2 separate regions of the Ovis aries genome follow, and region 2 is linked to region 1. A link is a contact called in public Hi-C data. All regions are on one chromosome and are shown on one strand. Each heading gives the region's core, a stretch centred on a gene start, on an enhancer-like site or on the middle of the called end of the contact. The rest is flanking DNA. Distances are from core to core; before and after follow the strand shown.

Region 1 (4,729 bases), core at 1,466-3,965:
GTCCACTCTCCCTGAGAGCTGCCTGGGAGGTTGTTCTGCGTGAGTCTGTGGATGGGTGGGCTGGCTGTGAGGTGGGCATGTGGGGGAGGCCACCATCCCCAGGAGATCCCAGAATTAAAGACTCAGCTGCTATTGTCCTAGGGGGCAGAGTGGTTTGGGCTTTCGAATTTTTTGGTTTTATTTTTTTCAAACGTAAAGAGTGTCTTATTCTTTGAGGTTGGCTGGTGAGGGATTGAGGAGGATCTTAGTTTAGATTCTGATGAACTAAGAAAGCTGCCTGTGTTGGAAACTTGGGTCTAGAGGTGCTGGCCAGAGGCCTCGGTGGGTCGGGGAAGGGCCACTCGTGCAGCGGCTGCAGGGCCCCTGGTGGCTCAGAAGGGCAGTGGGGCAGGCGCAGTGACCGCCCCTCTGCGTCTCTTCCAGGTCCTGGATACATACATGTTTCACGCCTTCCTCAAGGCCCGGCTCAGCAGAAGGATGGACGCCTTTGCCCAGATGGACCTCCACACGCAGTCTGAGGAGGACAGGTATGCACGTTAGGTTCTGAAGGATGCGCCGCTCTCTGGGGGTCGGGACGCTCAAGCAGCAGCTGTCTCTGGACGGATGAACGATAAATCGGAGGAGTCTGACATTTCGATGTGTGGGAGCTGGCTGGCGGGCCTGGCTCCTCCCGGCGGCTCTGTCTCCTGTTGGGGGGACACTGACATGCCCCCAGAGCAGCTCCAGCTCTGCATTCGGGCCGTTCTCTCCCCGTCTTCCTTCTCACGCTCTCCCGACATCTTCGCCATTTCCTGCCTCCTCTGTGTTGCTTTTCCTGAACTCCTGAAACAAGCGTCACCGTCAGCAGCGCCCTCGTTTATCCTGTGTGAGACCTCTCCTGGGGGGCGTGGCCTGCACTCAGCCTTCCCTACACGTGGGAGAGCCAGGCCAGCTCCCGCCATTTCTCCCTCGGCACGGGGATACTGGACACTTGGAAAATGCCCAGTTGAGCCCGTTCTTTGATCATTATTGTACATGTAAGATGTTGGGACTTTCCACCCAGGATAAACGGGATGCTCCTGAGTCCGAGGAGACCCACGATCGAGAAGATGGCCAGCCGGAAGTCCTCAACCCCACACGCGGCCCACCGGCGCATGGTGGTCAGCATGCCCAACCTGCAGGACATCGCAGTGCCGGAGCTGCCGCCCCGGAACGCGTCGCTTCGGAAGATACAGACCACGGAGTGTGGGAGCAGCGGCGCAGGTGGGCCAGCCACACCCCTTCCGTGACCTTTCCCAGTCACGTGGTTCTAACCCTGCCAGTTGCTGAAAGAGGTCAGAGCTCATTCCAGGAGAAGGGAATGGGCCTTTTTTTGGGAGGGTGGTGTGGGGGGGGCGGGTTCTAATAGTTTGATTATTTGAAATATTCTTAGAATATTTATTTCGCAAACTATGTTCATTATAGAGAATGATTTCTTGTCTGTATTTTCCATCAATCACCTGGTTCCCAACTGCTGAAGACCGCAGCTATTCACGGTTTTCATGTCTGTCATACATGTGTGGGTATATGTGTGTATATGCATATTTACCGAGGAGACACCTGTTTACATGTATCACTGTCTACTGAGGTGCAGCGACTATTAAGCCTCCAGTGATTGCCAGGCCAGTGCCCTGCCCCCATGGATAGGGAGGAAGGCAGATGATAGAAATGCGTAACACTGGTGGGGGGTGAGTTGAGGTCTTCAGTATCGTGACACGGTCAGGGTGGTGACGGGCAGGGCCGTGCCGTGGGGGTGGGGGGCTGTGCTGTGGTCTCAGAAGGTGGACGCCAGGGGAGGGGCGTGCCGTGGGAGGCAGCGGCTGCATCTCCACCCACATGCAGAGCATCTGCTTCGGGTCCCCTTGCTGATGAGTTGCTGTAAAACCCATTTGGACCTGTGTGAGCCCTTGTGTCCTTCTGACGTGAGCCGCAGTGAAGCCGGTCACGTGTGATGCCACTTGTGGGTGCTTGGGGCTTCTCCTCAAAGCCCCAGGGAGGGGTCTCCACCCATCCTCAGTGGACGGAGAAGTAGGGGGGAGATGGTGCTGTGGGTGGAGGCACCGGGTACCAGCCGGTGTCTCCTGTGCATTGGCCTGAGAGCCAGAGGCTGAGGGAGGAGCATGTCCTCGCTGCTGGGAGGGGCTGTGTGTCCAAATGAGCAACCTTCTGGAGGCCCCTGGTGGGTCTGAGTCCCCTGCGCAGCTGCCTGCCAGCTCTGTGACCCTGGGCAGGCCGCTCTGCCTCTCTGGGCCTGCACGCCCTCTCTTGTAGAGCATCGTGGGGCTCTGTGCTCTGCACTGGGCCCGCTCGCTGTAGGACTATGTTCCACTCCCTCTGCCCTCTGCCCCTCCCCCGGGCTCCTCCGCCATCCTCCAGGCTTTGTTACTGAGACCCCACCTCCTTGGGGTGAGCTGCTTCCTGCAGCCTGGCCTCGCCCACTGGTGCTGCCCAGGAGCCATGGGGTTGAGGCTGTGGAAGGCACTGGCGTGACACACGGCTGGTTAGGTGTGACATGCAGCAGCTGTGTGCTGGGGGCCAGTGGAGACCTCCACCCCACACCTGTGAGATGAGTGTGGCAACAGTACCCATGCACAGAGCTGCTGCTAAGGTAAAAGAAACGGCTGTTTAACAGGGCTTGCTTGCCTGGCAGGTACCTCTAGGTTATTAGCTTAATCCTCCAGCAAAGACTCAGCATCACATGTTTCAATTTAGCCATCAGCAGTTTTAGCAAATAAAATAATGCCATACTCTCAGGGTGCCACAGGAGGCCGCTGGGGGCCCCCTTCAGCGTGGGGTTCATGGAACTTCCTGGAAGATGTACCTGGTTCCTGCTCCATGCTGTACCCAGGGCCCAGAAACAACAGAATGCTGGGGTGGGAATGCACGTCTGCCTCTAAGGTCTGCGCTTACCGCTCACTTCCCCTTCACCCCCAGTTCTGGACATGCCCCCCAAGTCGACACACACCTTCAAGATCCCGGAAATCCACTTCCCGCTGGTGGCCCAGTGCGTGCAGGCGTTCTACGCGGACTGTGTGGCCCAGCTGAGCAAGGCCATAGGCTCACTGACCCCCGAGAACTCGGTGCTGCTGGCCAGGTACTTCTACCTGCGGGGGCTGGTGCGGCTGATGCAGGGCCAGCTGCTGGGCGCTCTGCTGGACTTCCAGAGCCTGTATAAGACCGACGTGTGCGTCTTCCCCGCCGACCTCGTCCAGATGACTGTGGAGTCCCTGTCGGCACCCGAGCGCACGCAGGCCGAGCGCACGCCCGAGCTGCTCCGGCTCATCAGCGAGGTCATGGACAGGCCCGCGGACGCCCCCAAGGCCGACGACCGCGTCAAGAACTTCGAGCTGCCCAAGAAGCACATGCAGCTGGACGACTTCGTGAAGAGGGTGCAGGAGTCGGGCATCGTGAAGGACACCAGTGTCATACACCGGCTGTTCGAGGCGCTGACTGTAGGTAGGAAGACGCCTGCGGCCGGAGCCTCCCTGGACGGCAGGTTGGCCTAGCCAGGGAGAGCCCCGTGTGTGTGTGGGTCACTCAGTTGAGGAGCCTACCAGGCTCCTCTGTCTATGGGATTCTGCAGGCCAGAATGGTGGAGTGGGTTGCCATGCCCTCCTCCAGGGGATCTTCCTGACCCAGGGATCAAAGCTGGGTCTCCTACACTACAGGTGGATTCTTTACTGTCTGAGCCACTTTTGCCTTCCAGAAAGCCTCATGGGTGGGGGCTTTACCTGCTGACGGACCCAGCAGCTGGTCGAGAGAGGCAGAGGGTCTGGGGAAGCTTGGCGATATCGGTCCTGGGGGACCTGCTCACGGTGTGATGATCCCTCCCTCTGACATGGGGGCCCACGGCTGGGATGGGAAGGTTCCTGCGTTTGGAGCAGGAGCCCAGCGGATCATGCAGACCCAGGAACACACACAGCAGCACAGCACTGGTGGGGCCGTCTGCCTGGCACCTGCCCACCAGCCACTGTCCAGGCCTCAGTCTCCCTGTGACAGAGTGCCACGGTGGTTGGGCCTGTGTGGAGGGTGGAGCACAGGAAGTGTTATTAGATGCCATGAGGAAAGAGCATGCCAGCTCAGGGGGTGTCCAGCCAGGATGACTACCTTGTCCAGGAAGGCTGCCCATGGACTCTCTATCTAGGTTTTGAAGGATGGGTAGGAGTTTTCTGGTCTGGGCACTGCAGACCAGTGTGTACAGAGGCATGTTACCACACGTTGTCACTGTGCTGGGAGGCTAGAGCGTGACCGGAGGAGGGGCCTGACCTTGGAGGAGTCGGCCTCATGAACAAGGGGAGCCTCAGCCTGGGCGTGAGGTGAAACAGGCCTGCTGGGGTACACTCCCTGTGCAGGGTGTGAGGGGCCCGCTGAGGATGGAGGGCAGATGGATCCACGACGTGGAATGGAGCCACAGGAGCCAGACACGGGGAAGCGTCAGGGTTAAGACGAGCCACTTCTCGCAGCAGCTAAGTGGGAGCTGGGGGTGGTCCCAGCTCCGTGTTACAGATAGGGAGCCAGGTTCGCTCCATGTCTTGCCTGTGATCACACGGCTGAGCAGCAGTGACGCTGGATTTTGGACTTGGGTCTTTCTCCAGCTCTAGAGCCCCTGAATATTGGACATTTGGGAAGGTTACTGAATCAGTTAAGATCATCTTGCTTACAAATAATGATGCATTTGTTCACGTAACCAGAGTACGGAGATAAAGATCAA
Region 2 (4,729 bases), core at 793-3,292, 53 kb before region 1:
AGGTGGGCAGGGCTGCAGAGGCAGAGGCTGGAGGCAGAGCTGTTGGCTCTGCATAGGAGGGAAGGACTGGGGACAGAGGGTCCTCTAGGCACGGCCACGTGTTGGAAGAGTGAGCCCTGTCAAAAGCACTGGGAGGCGGGCCCTGCTGTGCCCACTTTCAGAGGGTGCACTGCCCACGGCTAAGTGACAGAGCTGAGACTCGGCCCCAGGCTGAGGGATGAGCCCCGTTCCTGGCCGAGGACCCTCGCTCCTTGGGACGCTCCTCTCCTCTGCTCATAGGGCCAGCTTCAGCAACAGCCTATTTCAGGCGCCAGCTGCTAGAGGGTTTGATCTTGCAGCTGGCAAACAAGCACCAGCAAAGTCTTGCTTAACCCTGTGAGCAGCGGGGCAGGAAAAAGGGAAGGAAACGGGGCCGCTCTGAGGACACGGTGAGTACTAAGCCCAGGAGGGAAGCCAGCACTCCTCATAAAAGCCAGAGGTCCGTGCCTTCACCCCATTCTACAGGTGGGAAAACTGAGAAGGTTCCTGGAGGTAAAATGAGCTGCCTGGACCCCTGCATCTCTCGTACCCCGTAGCCCAACACCGCTGTGACCAGCTGCACCACCGTCCTGCTTTCCTTCCTGAGTTGAACTGATTGCCCAGCGATGTGATAATCAGAGAGGAAATGAGAGAGAGAGACGAGAGAGGAGAAGCCCCACCCAAGCTCCCCACTGCTTGGTTCATCCTGGGCTCTGTCCACATCCAAGCCACGTGTGGAGGTCACATTAGTCATTGTGACCCTAGGTTGCAGGACTGCTTTCAGCCAAAAGCCCCTTCATTCCCCTGTGGCCACACCAGCTGCACAGGTTTTGCAATAACTACATTTTTTCTTACATTAGAAATTCTATATAATTTTTGCAAAGAAATACTTTAAAGTAAAAAAAAAAAAATCACTTATAACCCCACTGCCACCCAGTGGTAAAAATCCTTTGTTCATTTATTTATCCATTCAGAGTTTATCCACATTTATTGAGGTCCTACTATGTGCTGGGCATTGTCAAAACTGGAGGGGATGGCAACAGAAAAAACAAGCATTCATTTACAGAGAGGGGCTCTGGTATGACATCACCTCATCCGACAATACGTCATGGCGCGCTGCCTGTGCGTGCATAGTCAGATACAACCGTCGCTCGGTTGTGTCTGACTCTTTGTGACCCCACAGACTACGGCCCACCAGGCTCCTCTGTCCGTGAGATTTCCCAGGCAAGAATTCTGGAGTGGGTTGCCATTTCCTCCTCCAGGGGATCTTCTTGACCCAGGGATCGAACCCGCGTCTCCTGCTTCTCCTGCATTGGTACGTGGATTCTTTACTGTTAGGCCACCTAGGAGGCCTGTGGCTGCCTCACCTGGGGTATCTCAAGGCAGAAGGCCCCCAGGCACCTCCCTGGTGGGTGTCGTTTACACAGGGGTCAGGAGGGGCTACCACACGGCAGATTTCCCGGCCCAGTGCACCGAGGCGCAGTCCCATCTGCCCCGGAGCGAAGCCCAGCTGTTAGGGTGAGTCTGGGTGTGTGGGTGACATACTGCCCTCCTCTGGGCTCTGGTTCCCCATTCTGAGACCCTCCCGACTTTGCCCATCCGAGGGCACCTGCTTCTGCGGTCGGGCACCTCCTCTTCAGAGGAGGCCTGTAGGGTGGGTGAGGGGTGGCCCAAGGCTCCCCTGCAGACCCAGGACAGGAGGGAGGGGTCAAGGCCTTCGCCCAGGCCTTGAAAGGGCCAGCTGGGGGCTGTGTGGTTATGATCCTACCGGGGGAAGAGGAGGATCCGGTGCAGCCCCAGCCCCAGGGCAGCTTTCCCAGGGGGCGTTCTGGGCCCCCAGTCACAGATGCAGAAGCCTGCCTGGGGTCCGACTGAGTCCCGGCGGCACTGTCTGCCCCCTCTGGGCTCAGGGTGCGCCCCTCGGGAGAATGAAGGAGTGAATGAATGAAGGAGTGGGCCGCCTGCGGGCCTGGTTCTTGTGCCACAGCAGGAAGGTGGCGGGCTGCCAGGTCCACGTGCCCAGGTCCGGGAGGGGTGGCTGCTGAGCGGAAGCCTGCTCTCTGCAACCTCGGTCACGTTACCCCACTTCCCCATCTGGCAGGCCGCCGGGTGAGGTTCCTCGGGTTCTCAGGGTGATTGAATGAGACGCCCCCAAGGGCCCCAGCACAATGCCCCCGAGCGGCAGGTGCCCTACGGATGCTCGTCTGCACCGGTCCCCGCTGTCAGGGGCCGTCCACACACCCCCTCCAGCACGAGGCTGATGGAGAGCTTGTGAGATGCCCTTGCCAGGCATATGAGAGCCCAGAAGTGAATAAGGTGCAGAGCCTGCCCCCAGGGCCTGGGAGAGACCCCAGGCATGAGCAGGGGCACGAGGGAGCGTCCCCGGAGGGCCAGTGCCAGCCCCGAGATCAAGTTCCTGAATCCCTCAACCAAGCTTGCCAACACGTCTGTGAACACGCATGCACACACACACACGTGCACACAGGCAGCCACATATGTATACACATACACAAGACATCAATGCACACACATAGACACACATGCACACACTGCCAGACACACAGATGTACATGCGGGCACATACACAGGCAGACACATACGTATATACACACGCGCATACAAGCAGGCGTGTGTGAACACAGAGACACATACATATACACACAGATACAAATGTGTACACACTCACATGTGCACACACAGATAGATTCCTCCCTCCTGCTTTGCTTTTTGGCTCTGCACGTGTCACCATCTAACACACTGTTATTTGACATATTTTTCACAAACTCTGGTTCACACCTCCCAGGTCCATAGGCTGGCTCGGACACTGCTGCTGTAACAGAATGCCACAGACTTGGGGGCTTAAGCAACAATGTTTATTTTGCCCCGTCCTGGGTACGAGCAGCCCACAGTCAGGCTCCCCTCATGGCCGGGTTTGGTGAGCCCCTTCAGGCTAGCTCCTCCTCCTCTTTGGTGGAGGCCCCGCCTTCCTGACCTATGACTGCTCCAAAGTCCCATGTCCTCATACCATTCCATGGGGGTTAGGGTTTTGGCACAGAACTTAGGGGACACACAACTTTTGGCACAGACTTTAGGGGCTTCCCAGGTAACTCAGCTGGTAAAGAATCCGCCTGCAATGAGGGAGACCTGGGTTCTATCCCTGGGTTGGGAAGATCCCCTGGAGAAGGGAATGGCTACCCACTCCAGTATTCTGGAAAATTCCATGGACTGTATAGCCCATGGGGTCATGAAGAGTCAGACCTGCCTGAATGGCGTTCACTTTAGGGGACACAGCAGGCAGGCCCTAAGAGCCGTGTAGCAGCTGTACTGGCGCCATGTGAACCGGGAACTCCCACACTCTGGGGCCTCATCTCCCAGCTGCTGAGTGGGGATAGGAATGCACCGCTTACTATGCTGTGACAGTCACAAGACTTAGTATAAGCATCCTCCCAACTGTGAGCGTCAATGCCAAGTCTCTGGTCCTCGTCTCCCCTACCAGGGCGGGACCCTCCTCAGCCTGCTCTCCGCCGCCCCCTCACCCTGGGAAGGCCCCCTCACAGCTGATGCACACGCAGAATTTGCGGAATGAATGGGCCACCACTGGCAGCCCCTTGGGCTTGAATTTAGAGTGTGAGGGGCCCAGGTAGCCCTAGGGCCCCTCTTGTACAGTAGGAAGTAAAACCAGGCTCAGCCTGGCTCACGTTGGGAGTTCCAACAACTGGGTCAGGCCAGATCCTGGGGAACTGGTTTGAGAGGCTCTTTCTGTTCCAGTTTTTGGGAGGGTCTCTCCCCAAAACTCTGGAAGCTGAGCCCTGCAACCCGCAACCTCAGTAACACCTTGCTCCCTTCCTAAGTGGCATCAGGCACCTTGTTCTGACCCCAGCACCCCTGTGGCCTGCCCAGACCATGAGGCCACATCTGGAACAGCCAGGAGGCAGGCTGGGCTGCGGGGCGGCGCTCAGTGGACACGTGGGGGAAGCTGGGCTCCTGAATCAGAGAGAGAATCCCCAGGTCAGACCCCAGCGCCCCCACTTTCTTGCTGGGTGATCCGGGCAAGTTGCCAGGCTCCCCGATCTGTCAGACAGAGGCAGCCCATCCTCCGTGGTTGTTAGTGGGGTTTCCAGTTCTGCAGACATTTTTTGGGAAAGCTCTGGGGCTGGACACCATGTGGGTGGTTCCTGACTTTGGCGCTTGTCTCAGTCCCTCTGCGGCCACTGCTGTGTCCTAGACTCTGCTCCAGGGGCAGGCCATGGGGTCTGCCCAGATGCCTCACCTGTCTGTGTCTCACCTGTCCTGGCTGACAAATGTGGAGATGGCCCTGCTCTGATCAGCCCTGGGCACAGGTGCACACCTCTGGCCATGCACTCCGGGTTGGACATCGAAGCCCCTGTGGGGTTGCCCCTGCCGTGCCACTGCTGGGGCTCTGGGGCCCTGTGCTCTGTCCTGGTGGTGTTGTTTAGCCACTCGCTTGTGCCTGACTCTCTGCGACCCCATGGACTGTAGCCCACCAGGCTCCTCCGACCATGGGATTCTCCAGGCAAAGCACTGGCGTGGGTCGCCATCTCCTCCTCCAGGGGATCTTCCTGACCCAGGGATGGAACCTGGGTCTCCTGCATTGGCAGGTGGATTCTCTACCACCTGAGCTGCCCGGGAAGCCCCCAGATACAGATGTGACTCAGGCCTGGAGTGAAGGCCCAGCTTCCCATCTGCCCTT

What was found. A called contact is a pair of places that touch in the nucleus more often than the background predicts.
Region 2: a Hi-C map of blood shows a contact between it and region 1, with 6 times the contacts expected there. The contact joins two enhancer-like sites. A contact is called at or near these places in 12 of 16 Hi-C or Micro-C datasets (blood, hypothalamus, liver and 5 more).

The regions. Positions count from the first base shown.
Region 1 is chr9:15,680,212-15,684,940 of ARS-UI_Ramb_v3.0, reverse strand. It overlaps DENND3 (DENN domain containing 3), which reads left to right. Exons shown (of 23, transcript XM_027972832.3): 11 at 424-527; 12 at 1,043-1,242; 13 at 2,953-3,474. Among named protein-coding and RNA genes, the nearest start is that of DENND3, 27 kb to the left of the region's middle. Within about 2 kb of position 2,715, at least 3 of the 54 cell types and tissues checked have an H3K27ac peak or open chromatin away from gene starts, as enhancers often do.
Region 2 is chr9:15,732,149-15,736,877 of ARS-UI_Ramb_v3.0, reverse strand. No RefSeq gene overlaps it. Among named protein-coding and RNA genes, the nearest start is that of DENND3, 25 kb to the right of the region's middle. Within about 2 kb of position 2,042, at least 4 of the 54 cell types and tissues checked have an H3K27ac peak or open chromatin away from gene starts, as enhancers often do.